Linked DNA regions of Mus musculus: region 2 is linked to region 1. Evidence: chromatin contacts called from public Hi-C data. All regions are on one chromosome and are shown on one strand. Each heading gives the region's core, a stretch centred on a gene start, on an enhancer-like site or on the middle of the called end of the contact. The rest is flanking DNA. Distances are from core to core; before and after follow the strand shown.

Evidence for each region. A called contact is a pair of places that touch in the nucleus more often than the background predicts.
Region 2: a contact with region 1 is called in a Hi-C map of the N1E-115 cell line, with 7 times the contacts expected there. The contact joins two enhancer-like sites.

The regions. Positions count from the first base shown.
Region 1 is chr11:103,986,019-103,991,543 of GRCm38.p6, forward strand. No RefSeq gene overlaps it. Among named protein-coding and RNA genes, the nearest start is that of Arf2, 22 kb to the left of the region's middle. Within about 2 kb of position 3,558, at least 27 of the 459 cell types and tissues checked have an H3K27ac peak or open chromatin away from gene starts, as enhancers often do. A contact at or near this core is called in the N1E-115 cell line, where this site is marked.
Region 2 is chr11:104,587,208-104,592,848 of GRCm38.p6, forward strand. Myl4 (myosin, light polypeptide 4) reads left to right here. Exons shown (of 7, transcript NM_001355755.1): 7 at 1-8. Among named protein-coding and RNA genes, the nearest start is that of Myl4, 13 kb to the left of the region's middle. Within about 2 kb of position 3,099, at least 18 of the 459 cell types and tissues checked have an H3K27ac peak or open chromatin away from gene starts, as enhancers often do. A contact at or near this core is called in the N1E-115 cell line, where this site is marked.

The DNA.
Region 1 (5,525 bases), core at 2,308-4,807:
CAAAAGAAGCCCAGGGTCCCTTGGCACCTGTCCCCTCTTCTTTCCCACACAATCTGGGAAGCACTCACCTGCTCTGTCTCTGGATAGGGGCTGGGGGACTACTGAATGATCTAGAAGCACCAAGGCTGTGTCACATGCAGGTGACCATGGACTTTACCACAGTAGGAAGGGAAAGGTTGCTACTACAATGTGACACCAGGCATGAAAGGGCTGTGGTTTCCCATTCAGAAGGGAAGAGCTCAGGCTAGGACAGAGAACACAGAGCTCTGCCACATACTAGCAGATCCTCACTCCCCTGTCCTAGAAATGCTCTCAAGGCTTCTCAGGGGCACGGGCCTTTGTGAATGTCAAGAGTATGGGATGCTAAGCATGGCTGGGCCTGAGAGTTACCAGTATAGTGCAGAGCTTATAATTGACGTGTTAAACACCATGCCTCAGTGATTGAGACTATTTCCACAGTGTTAGGACAGGAAGAGTATGTGGTCCATTTTAAAGTAGGTTTCTCATGTGACTAAAGTGACCTAGGTTCCTTGGCAGGCATCAGGTAGACATTGTCATGCAGTACGTGGAAGCCCCGGTGATAGGCTATGAGAGAGGCTTCTAAGTAGTGATTAGTACATTCATGGATGTGGGCATCCATACTGTGGTTTTTGAGAGCTTTTTCTTGTTTAAGTTTTATGACTTTGGGTGCTTTGACTGCATGTATGACCATTTACTGCTCGTGTGTACATGGTCATACATGTCTAGTACCTTCAGAGGCCAGAGGATTTCCTGGAACTGAAGTTACAGATAGTTGTTAGCTACCATGTGGGTTCTGAGAATTGAACCTGGTTCCTCTCGAAGAGTAGCCAGTGCTATTAACCACTGAGTGGTCCCTCTAGCCTGAGAGTCTTTTTTTTTATAGGAAAGACGATGTCAGGGCAGGAGAGATGGCTCAGCATTTTAGAGCACTGGTTGCTTTTCCAAAGGACTTGAGTTTGATTTCCAGCATACAACTGTCTCTGACTCCAGTCTTAGGGGACCTGGCACCCATTTCTGGTTTCTGAGGGCACTAGGTATACACACGGTACAGACATACTTGCAAACAAAGTACCCATACACATTTTTTAAAAATATTTATTTATTTATTATATGTAATTACACTGTAGCTGTCTTCAGACACTCCAGAAGAGGGCATCAGATCTCATACGGATGGTTGTGAGCCACCATGTGGTTGCTGGGACTTGAACTCAGGACCTTTGGAAGAGCAGTTGGCGCTCTTAACCGCTGAGCCATCTCACCAGCCCCCCCCCCCTTTTTTTTTTTTTTTTTAAAAAAAGGTCTTTCAGCAATCACTGCCCAGCATCGCCTAGCCCCCGGAAGCCTGCCTGCTCCCAGTCTTCCATCCCATACCCTCTAGCTCACTGTCCAAGTCTCTGGAGATTTGGTGAAGCATCATACTGTGAACTTCCCTCATTTTTCTCATTCACACCGTTGTCATCTTCTCTAGTGTGTGGCATGGGATGCCCCGTCTAAAAGGATTTCCTGGAGACACAGTTAGACGTACAGCCAGCGCAAGCTTGTTTTTTACCCATTACCACTAGGTGGCGCTGCTGCTTCACCCCAGTTCCTCTAACAGCTCTGTCTGAATGAGCTCTGGGCTTTCCAAGAAGGGAGGGAATCTATAGCTCTTTGCAGGTGGAAAGGCCTGGGTACTAGGAGTGATCCAGTAAACTGGAGTGCCTGGAAGAGAAGGGTGAAGCAGGCATCAGAGCGGAGAACATTAAGCGCGGTAACCATGAAGTCAGAATCCTCTTCCCCAGTGGGGCACATGAACGGCTTCTGCATTACAAAGGCGTCTCAAGTATAAAAAGATAAAGTGACCCCTGCACTGTGGAGAACCGCTGAGAGTTCCAGGCCACCTAGGCTGCATAGCAAGAGGAAAGGGGAGAGAGAGAGAGAGAGAGAGAGAGAGAGAGAGAGAGAGAGAGAGAGGAGAAAGGGAGGGCCAGTGAGATGACTTGGGAAGAGTGTTTGCAGGTGAGGCAGCCTGAGTGCCACTCCTCCCAGAACACTTATGTGCTGGACAGAAAAAAACCTGCAAGTTCTCTGGTTTGCATGTGTACCATGGCATGCCCATGCTCACTTACATAGACATACAGTGTAAAGCAATGACAGAGTTAACGTGACTTGCTGGAACCCCAGACACGGTACACAGCGCTGCTCTGGATTCCATGGAAGACCAAGCAGCTGTCCCCAGGCCAGCCGGGAGGCGAGAAGGACATGGAAAACCATAAACACTCAGAAAATGTGGCTGTGTTAATACTTACACAATATCCAGTTGTCCATTTAACGAGTGGGTTGTATGGTGTGGAAGTTATACCTCAGTAAAGTATGAAGTGACCAGTCACGAGCCCAACAGGGATGAGGGTGCCTGTGGTGAAACAAGAATTTGTTCTGAGTTGGCCACAGTTGTGAGGCGAGAGTGCAGCCAGGCCTCTGCTCTAATCTTAGTGTTGGGGAACCCAGGGCTTCTCAAAGCGAGTCACTCCAGCTGGGATGGTGTGCTCGAATCAGGCGAACTCCATCATTCTAGCCTATGTTCGTAGTCAAGAAAACTCCTGTTGCCTTGCAGCACACCAGTGAGCTCAATGACAGCCATTGTTTCTCTCAAGTCATTCCACCCCAGGGAGAAATCCCGAGTGTTTTTCACAGTGTGAGAGTTCTAGATGCCCGTTTTCTACTTGCTGGGGCTTGTCAACATTCTAAAATACAGGGGAATTTAAGATATATATCCAGCTGTAATTGGATGCTAGACCCAAGACACTGGATTTAAATTCTTGTTCCATCACAGGCCAGCTGTGTGACCATGGTTAAAAATACCTACTTCTGAGAACTGAGGACATCTGAGTTACTGGGCGGGGGGGGGGGGGGGGGGGAGTGTGTAGTAATGCTCACTGTCTCCCTGTGTAATCTTTTGGGGGGCTCAGATTGGCTTGGTAGTGGCTAAACAAATAAAATGATAGCCTCAAGCATCCAGGCCTGATAATAAGATACAGAACAGGAACCAGCTGAAGGGCTCTGCTGACCTCTGGCAGACGGGTGAGGTCACATGGACTGGTGTCCGAAGCGCTACGGTACCACGATCAATGCCCAGGAAGTCCACGTTTACCAACACCCTCCTCCTCCTCTCACTTTTCTCTCCCATTTTCCCTTTGAGACAAGACCTTGGCCTGTGTATAACCCAGGTTTGCCTCTGACCTTCCTACTTCCTCCACCTCCTCAGTGCTGGGATAACCAGCAACTGCCTGGTTTTCCCAACTGAATTTTTTTTTTCTTAATTATAAACGTTTCAAGCATGGAAGTTGAAGTATTTAGGAAGTCTTTGTCTAAGCAAATAAGTGAGCGAAGACTGCTGCTCGAGTTGGCCACATTCCCTCTGTAGACCTCCAGTTTTGCTTTTCTTTTGCTGACCTCTTTAAAAATTTCAGCCATCGTGAGCCGTTGCCCCTGAGAACATCAGCAGGGATGGAAGTGACGGGCGTCTCCATCAGAAACAGACAGCTAAAGAGCTGGAGAGATGGCTCTACCGTGAAGAGCACGAACTGTTTTCCTACAAGACCAGAGTTCAGTTCCCTCGTGCCCATATCGGGTGGCTCTCAAGTGTCTGTAATTCCGGCTCCGGGGGAGCTGAGGCCCACTTCTGGACTTCACATTCACCTGCACTCAACGTATGCTTTCCCACCCAGGATGCCTAAATAAAAGTAAATGCATCTTTAAAGGGGGAAAAAAAGGCACACAAGATGAGTGTCAGGCAGGCGAAGCAGGAGCTCCAAGGCAAGGGTACAAGTTCAAGGCAAGCCTGGGTTGCATGGGGGAGGGGCAGAGGAAGGGAGGGACAAAGAATGGAAGATGGCAAGTTCCCTGTCATACATAAGGAAATCCTCAGTCATTTTCTAATGTCATCCACTTTCTGCTTGGCTCCTGCTGTTTTTTATAATGGCTTCTTTCTCCCCAAACTAGGATCCAATCAAGTGTCACCGTATTGCGCTTTCTTTCATCTTGATGACACTTTCTCCAGGCTTTGGAGCACACCTTCCGGTCACTGCACAAACCCTTCCACTAAACTGCTTCAGGGCAGAACCAGGCAGGCCACACTCCATCCACCCTCGAATCCCTATTGTTCCAGGCATTTTCTAGCTCTACCCACCCCGGGAGAGGACTTCAGAGGATGCTCCACCCACCCGGGGGAGGGCTTCAGAGGATGCTCGGTTCCTTCTAACCCACCCAGGGGAGGGCTTCAGAGGATGCTCCACCCACCCGGGGGAGGGCTTCAGAGGATGCTCGGTTCCTTCTAACCCACCCAGGGGAGGGCTTCAGAGGATGCTCCACCCACCCGGGGGAGGGCTTAAGAGGGCGGCGGTGGTCAGTTCCTTCTTGGCCTGGACTGTGACTCCATCCCAATGGAATCTAACTTCATTTTCCCTCCCCTGCGAAGGGGCTTTGGAAAGTGTAAGCACACAGTGGTGTGGTAGCGCATGACTTTAGTTTGAGACCTGTTTTACAAAACAAGACTCTGCCCTCACAAAACCAACAAGACTGAACACCCAGCCGCTTCAGTCACCAGCATAGCCCGTCCTTTCTGATATTGTCCTTTGTCTTCTGACTGCGCATACCATAACCTTTCCCCTTTCCAATGCAATAGACATGCTTTGCTCGTGTTTGTAGGCTTTAGACTCACTGTCTATTGTTACTATGTAGTCCAGGCTGCTCTCCAACTCCTGATCTGTCTGTCTCAGTCTCCCAAGGGCCTAGGAATTTTTTTTTTTTTTAATAGAATTTCATGTGGCCCATGGATTCTAATTAACACATGGCTGAGGATGGCATTGAACTTCTGATCTTTCTGTCTCTGGTTTTTGAGTGCTGAGGTTACAGGCCTAGGGCATAGTGCCCCAGTTCTATGTGATGCTGGGACTTGAACCCAGGACTCAGGAATGCCAAGCAGATTCTCTGCCAAGAGAGTCATATCCCCAGCTCTGGGTATCTTTTTGGATCAGGACCACCACGGACATAGTGAATCACGCACGTGGACACAGCACTGTACCTGCTTACAGAAAGCACTTGGTATGTGCAACCTCATTACCCTCTTCTCCCTCCTCTAGGTGAAGGTTGCATCTGCAGCTTCATGCTAACAAAACGCACTGAACCTGCCCATGGTGAGAGGCCTGGACTTCTGCCTGATTTTTTTAAAAATATTTATTTATTTATTATATGTAAGTACACTGTAGTTGTCTTCAGACACCTCAGATCTCATTTGGATGGTTGTGAGCCACTGTGTGGTTGCTGGAATTTGAACTCAGGACCTTCGGAAGAGCAGTCAGTGCTCTTAACCGCTGAGCCATCTCTGCAGCCCCCACTTTTGCCCGATTCTTTATGTGTGCCGCTGCTCTTAGGGATCAAATAATTGACTTGCATTTGTCTCATTTCAATTGAGGTTTCTGCCCTCACCTTTTGGCTGCTTTTCCAGTCTTGGATTTTTTTTTTCC
Region 2 (5,641 bases), core at 1,849-4,348, 600 kb after region 1:
TTCATTAATCCCTCCGTTGATTTGTTTTTTGTTTTGTTTTGTTTTTTTAAACATTAATTAATGGAGTTAATTTGTGTGTGTGTGTGTGTGTGTGTGTGTGTGTGTGTGTGTGTGAGATAATGTCACCTGAGGCCTTGTATTCTTGAGAAACGATTTGGATCGTGGAGACAAAGCCAAAAGGCCGAGGATTCATCTAGAAGTAGAGGCGTCAGACACATGAGGGAGAGGCCTTTGAAGGGCAGGCAGAAGTAAGGACCACAAAGTTTCTTTTCTACCCTCCCCGCCCCTCAGGAGGTAGGAAGTGGGAAGTGACCCCCTGGGGCTGTCAGGGTCCCTCACCCAGTCTCTGCTTCTTCCTCTCCTTTCCCCTCCTGGAAATAGCTCCAGACCTGGAAACACACAGCTGTGATCCCAGTGGTGGAGAGGTGAAGGCAGGTCCGATCATCTTTAGCTACATAGTGATTTTGAGGCCAGCTTTGGCTACAAGAGATCCTGCTTTAAAAAAAAAATTAGCTCCGTGTTAGCTCCACACTTGCTTAGTCTATGTTAGGTCCCCAGCACTTTAAAACACCTAGAATACAGACTTTAGCGCAATAAGCAATTTTACAATCAACAGTGTTAAGGACAGTCACATTGTAGAGCTGGAGAGATGACTCATGGGTCAAGAGTGCTTGCTACTCTTACAGAGGACCCTGAATTTGGCTCCCAGCACCCATGTCCAGGGGTTCATATGCACTTGTATCTCTAGCTTCAGGGAGTCCAACGCCATCTTGGCCTCTGAGGACACCTTCATGCACATGTTACACACACACACACACACACACGCACACGCACACGTACACGCACACGCACCATCTTAAAAGGGGGAAAAGAAAGACTATTTACATGAAGTGGAGATGTCTCTCAATGGTAGAGCACTTGCCCAGCATGCAATGGGCTCTGGGTCCTTTCCCGGGAAGTACTTATTGGTGCCACCCACACCCCAGTCAATCAGCACTCTGTGTTTTGTGTATGTGACTTTGACTACTCTAGATAAATGAGCTCATGCAGCGATTGTCCTATCCATCCCGTGTCATCCATGTTGTAGTTTGTGTCTAAATTGCCAACCTTTTATAGCTGAGGAACACGCCACCGTGTTGTCCCAATAGAGCATGGGAGCATGGTTTTTATTTTTATTTTTTATTTTTTGCTTTTGGTCCTGGTTTCTTGATGTGGGCACATGAGGTGCTTCCTCTGAGCATGGTGCCCCTGGTACCTGAAAAACAGACCAGACTCACTACGTAGTGAGTTCCAGAATAGCCAGGGCTACATAGAAAGATCTTGTTTCATAAACAAAATCAAAGGGGAAAAATTAGATACATCTATAAAACCTCTAACAAAACAACAACAGCAAAACAATAGCCAACCCACCAGCCAAACCACACTCAAACAAAAACGGAAGTGCATTCACTGGTCTCCTTCCACTGAGGTCCAGGGCTGGTGTCATTGCTATCCTGCACACACCCTCAGGCACTGAAGTCCCTTGTATACTGTCTCCCCATGTGGGAGCTGTTCTGATGAGCTGAGGTGCTTGGTGCTTCTTGGCCATCTTGTCCACTGATGAAAAGGCTCTGGAGCTTTTCCTACTCTGTGGGAACTGCCATGGTCAGTATGTTTCCTTTGTTGTGTTGGGGACCGTCATGAAGATGGAAGAGATTCCTGTCCTTTTACCTCAATGGGGATGACTTAAGGAAGGCTCTGGCCCTGCTATGGGTTGATGGGAAGTGATGGGACACAGGGCAGTTGCTGTGAGGAAGACCCTAAAGGCCCGTCTCAGCCACCTCCGTTCAGGGTTCCATGGAGCAGTCTGCTCCAGGTCGGAAGTGCAGCTTTCTGGAAAGTCCCCTTATCAGAGGGAATGACTCGGAGGCTGTGAACAGAACCTGGCTTGGAGAATTCCCCCTCCCAAGGACGCCCCTGCCTTCTTCCCCAACTCAGTACCGAGTTCCTGATCCGGCCCACAGTCTCTGCTACCTGTGGGAAGGATTTGAGGAAAGTGGTCATTAGAGATGATGTGACCATGAAATTGGCACCTTTGAGGACAAATGCAAATTTCAGAGCGATAAACAAACAAACAAACAAACAAACAAAACAACCCACAATCAATGTCCTGAACTCTTACTGTGTGACTGTCCCTGTGCTGAGAAGATAACAGCCATTTCCAGCAGCCCAGGAGGTGGGAACTATAGTCCCCATTCAAGAACATTCAGATATAATAGTGATAGTAATGGCTGGGAACATAGCTCATTGGTCAGCTCTTGTCTACCATCTATGGCTCAGTTCCCATCATCATCATCACCACCACCACCATTATCATCAACAACAAAAATGCCCAAATATTTTTGAGTTGGTGGTAATTGTCAACTTGACACAATCTAGAATCACAGGAGAAGGTAGTCTCAATGGGGAATTATGTAATTAGGTTGGCCTGTGGGCTTGTCTGTGTATGAGGGATTATCTTGATTATATTAATTGAGGTGTGATGACCCAGCCACTGAGAGTGGTACCATTCCCTAGGCACAGAATACTGGCTTGTGTAATAGCAGAGAAAGCCAGGAGAAGCATATCACATCCACTTAGCACAACAAGAGCTGCCCCTTCCTCACTAAGGGCTCTGATCTCCCAGCCAGTTTTGGCCAGTTTTACAGTATCAGATGTGATTTTTGTTCTTGTGGAGCCAGTCTCCGATTTGCTACCATTGTGGTGGGGGTGCATCTTGCCTGACTGATCAGTAGGGCAGCAACATTAAAATTATTCTAACCCTTTGAGATACGACTCAGACTTGCCCCTTCCCTGATGCTTTCCCCACTGTTATAGATGAACACACCCCTTAAACAGAACTCTCAGCTTGTTCTCCGTAACAGAGCCACTGGGTTGAGACAGCTGAAGATGTCAGAGCTAGAGACCTTTTAGATTTCTAGGGTCGTGTAATCACCCGAAGGCAGTGTTTAGCAGCACAGTGCCACCATGTGCTTGGCGTCCTGCAAAAACCCTGGTTACTGGGTCATTTAAGGTAATGTATGTTGGTGATGGCTAGGGTGCCATGTTCAGTTCTTACCAGTAGATGGCGGAATTGCAACAGTGTGCTTCCAGCAGGAAGCCCGAGTGTGTGTCTGAGGTGCTTAGCCTGGGCTGGAAGAAACTCCAGGAGTCACTTAGCTTATCTTTGAGCCTTTAGACAAACGCAGAGCTTGTTTATTTTAAAAGGAAGCACAGCCGTTAGTTAGCCTGCAAGCTTCATCACAACGTTTGGCAATGCAGGTCACAGAGAGGACATTGTTGTGGAAATATGAATTCCTGGCATGACCCAGTTTGGCTCCTAAATCATGTTCCCACTTTGTCTTGGTTCCATAGCTTGTAAGGTAAAAAGGCAGACTGCGTCATGTTTAAAACTTTTTTCTTATGCTTAGTTAATTAATTGTGTGTATGGTGTGTGTGTCTGTGTTTAGTTGTGAGCTGTCTGATATGGATGCAGGAAACTGAACTCAGGTCCTGTGGAAGAGCAGAGGACACTCTTCACTGATGAGCTTTCTTGCTTGCCTTCTACTTCATTCATTCATTCATTCATTCATTGAGACTAGATGTCTCACTGAACCTGGAGTTCACTGATTTGGTACAACCAGCTGGAGAGTGAGCTCTAGGGACCCACTTCTCTCTCCCTCTATAGAGGGATTACAGACGATGCTGGCTAGTTTTACGTCAACTTGATACACGCTGGCATCATCAGAGAGAAGGGAGCCTCAACTGAGAAAATGTCTCCATAAGACTGAGCAAGCCTATAGGACATTTCCTTAATTAGAGATTGATGGGCCCAGCCCATTGTGGGTGGTGCTGTTCTGGGCTGGGTCCTGGGTTCTATAAGAAAGCAGCTGAACAAGCAAGGATGCACAAACAAGCCAGTAAGCAGCATCCCTCCATGGTTTCTGCATCAGCTCCTGCCTCCAGGTCCCTGCCCTCTCTGAGTTCCTCACTTCCTTCGGTGATGGACTAGGACGTGGAAGTGTGAGCCACATAGACACTTTCCTTCCCAGCTTACGGTTGGTCATAGTGCTTCATCACAGCCACACTACTCCTCACTAGGACACAGAGGTAGCTGCTGGAGGTGCTTTTGTATATGGATGCTGGGATCTGAACTCAGCTCCACAGCCTTATGTTGGATAGAAAGAATCTTGTGTATATGGGCTTTGAACCTGAAGTGGTGAGAGAGAACTCACTCGAAATAATGCACATGAGTAGATTTCTTTTCTTTTCTTTTCTTTTTTTTTTTTTTTCAAGACAGGGTTTCTCTGTATAGCCCTGGCTGTCCTGGAACTCACTTTGCAGACCAGGCTGACCTCAAACTCAGAAATCCGCCTGCCTCTGCCTCCCGAGTGCTGGGATTAAAAGTGTGTACCACCACGCCTGGCTGTTTGCCACTTTTTAACATTGAATCTGTCCGTCTATCTTTCTATATTTATTGGTTGATGAATGTGGTGTTTGTAGTTTTTTCTGTAGGTCTGTGTGTGTCTGGTGTGTGTGTGTGCGCAGGCGCACATGTGTGTGCACATGGATACAGAGACCACAGGTAGATGCCAGTTGTGCCCCACCCCCACCCCCACGCCTCCCTCTCCCTCTATTTATTTGGAGACAGGGTCTCTCAGGGAACTGGAAGCTCATTTATTTGACAAGGCTGGCTGCCCAACGAGCTTCAGGAATCTACTTGTTTCTGTATCTGCTCCTCTTCCCCCACCCCAGTCCTGTGGTTACAGGCATTGACCAGCCTATGCCAATTTTTATGTGGGGTCTGAGGATCCGAATTCAGATCCTTACCCTTGTGTGGCAGGCTCTTTACTACCCGAGCTAACCCCCAGACTTTAAGATTGTGTTTCAATCCCACTTTGAACTCAGGTGTTCTAAGGTTTTCTTTGCCAGCTCCTTGTCATAACTTGAGGTCTGTAAGGAGAGCACTTAGCTTTCCCCGTCCTGACGTATGAGAAAATGCTGTGGAACTCTTCCTTCAGCCCCGTCAGTCTCACCTGTTTCCTTATTTAATTGTTTGCAAACTACATAGCTAGAATTTCCCTGCCGAGTACCACTCATTCCTTGTGCGCAGAAACAGGAATTCTTAACCATAAAAGACTCTCGCAGGCCTCTGTGTACTCCTTTTTCCAAGAACAGGCTTTGTGCTTTGCTATCATATTTTCCGGGGGGGCGGGGGGAGGGGTCAGAGATCCATACAAGGTCAAGAAGTGCTGTTTGGAGCCTTTGTGGGATTCTGTTTATCTTCTCACTGGATGTTTTGACATTGCATCTGGCCAGGCCAGTCTTCCTCCCAGGCCACCATGAACTTGACAACAGTTCTTCTCATTTTTCCCAGAACGTGTGTTTTATTTCCATCCCCTGGTCCCTGACCCCTGACCCCTGACCCTTGCCCTTCCTTGGGGGCTTACTTTGGTTTAGGGAGGCAGTTGCTGCTTTTTCTCCTGTGGTCCCTCTTTTGGCAATGGGAACGTCCTCCCGGAACTCCTCTGCCTCAGCTCAGGGGTTGTCTCATCACAGAGCCGGCCTGCTCCTGCTCTGCTTCCTGACCCTTAGGGTTACACCTGTTTGTTGCCATGCCCCG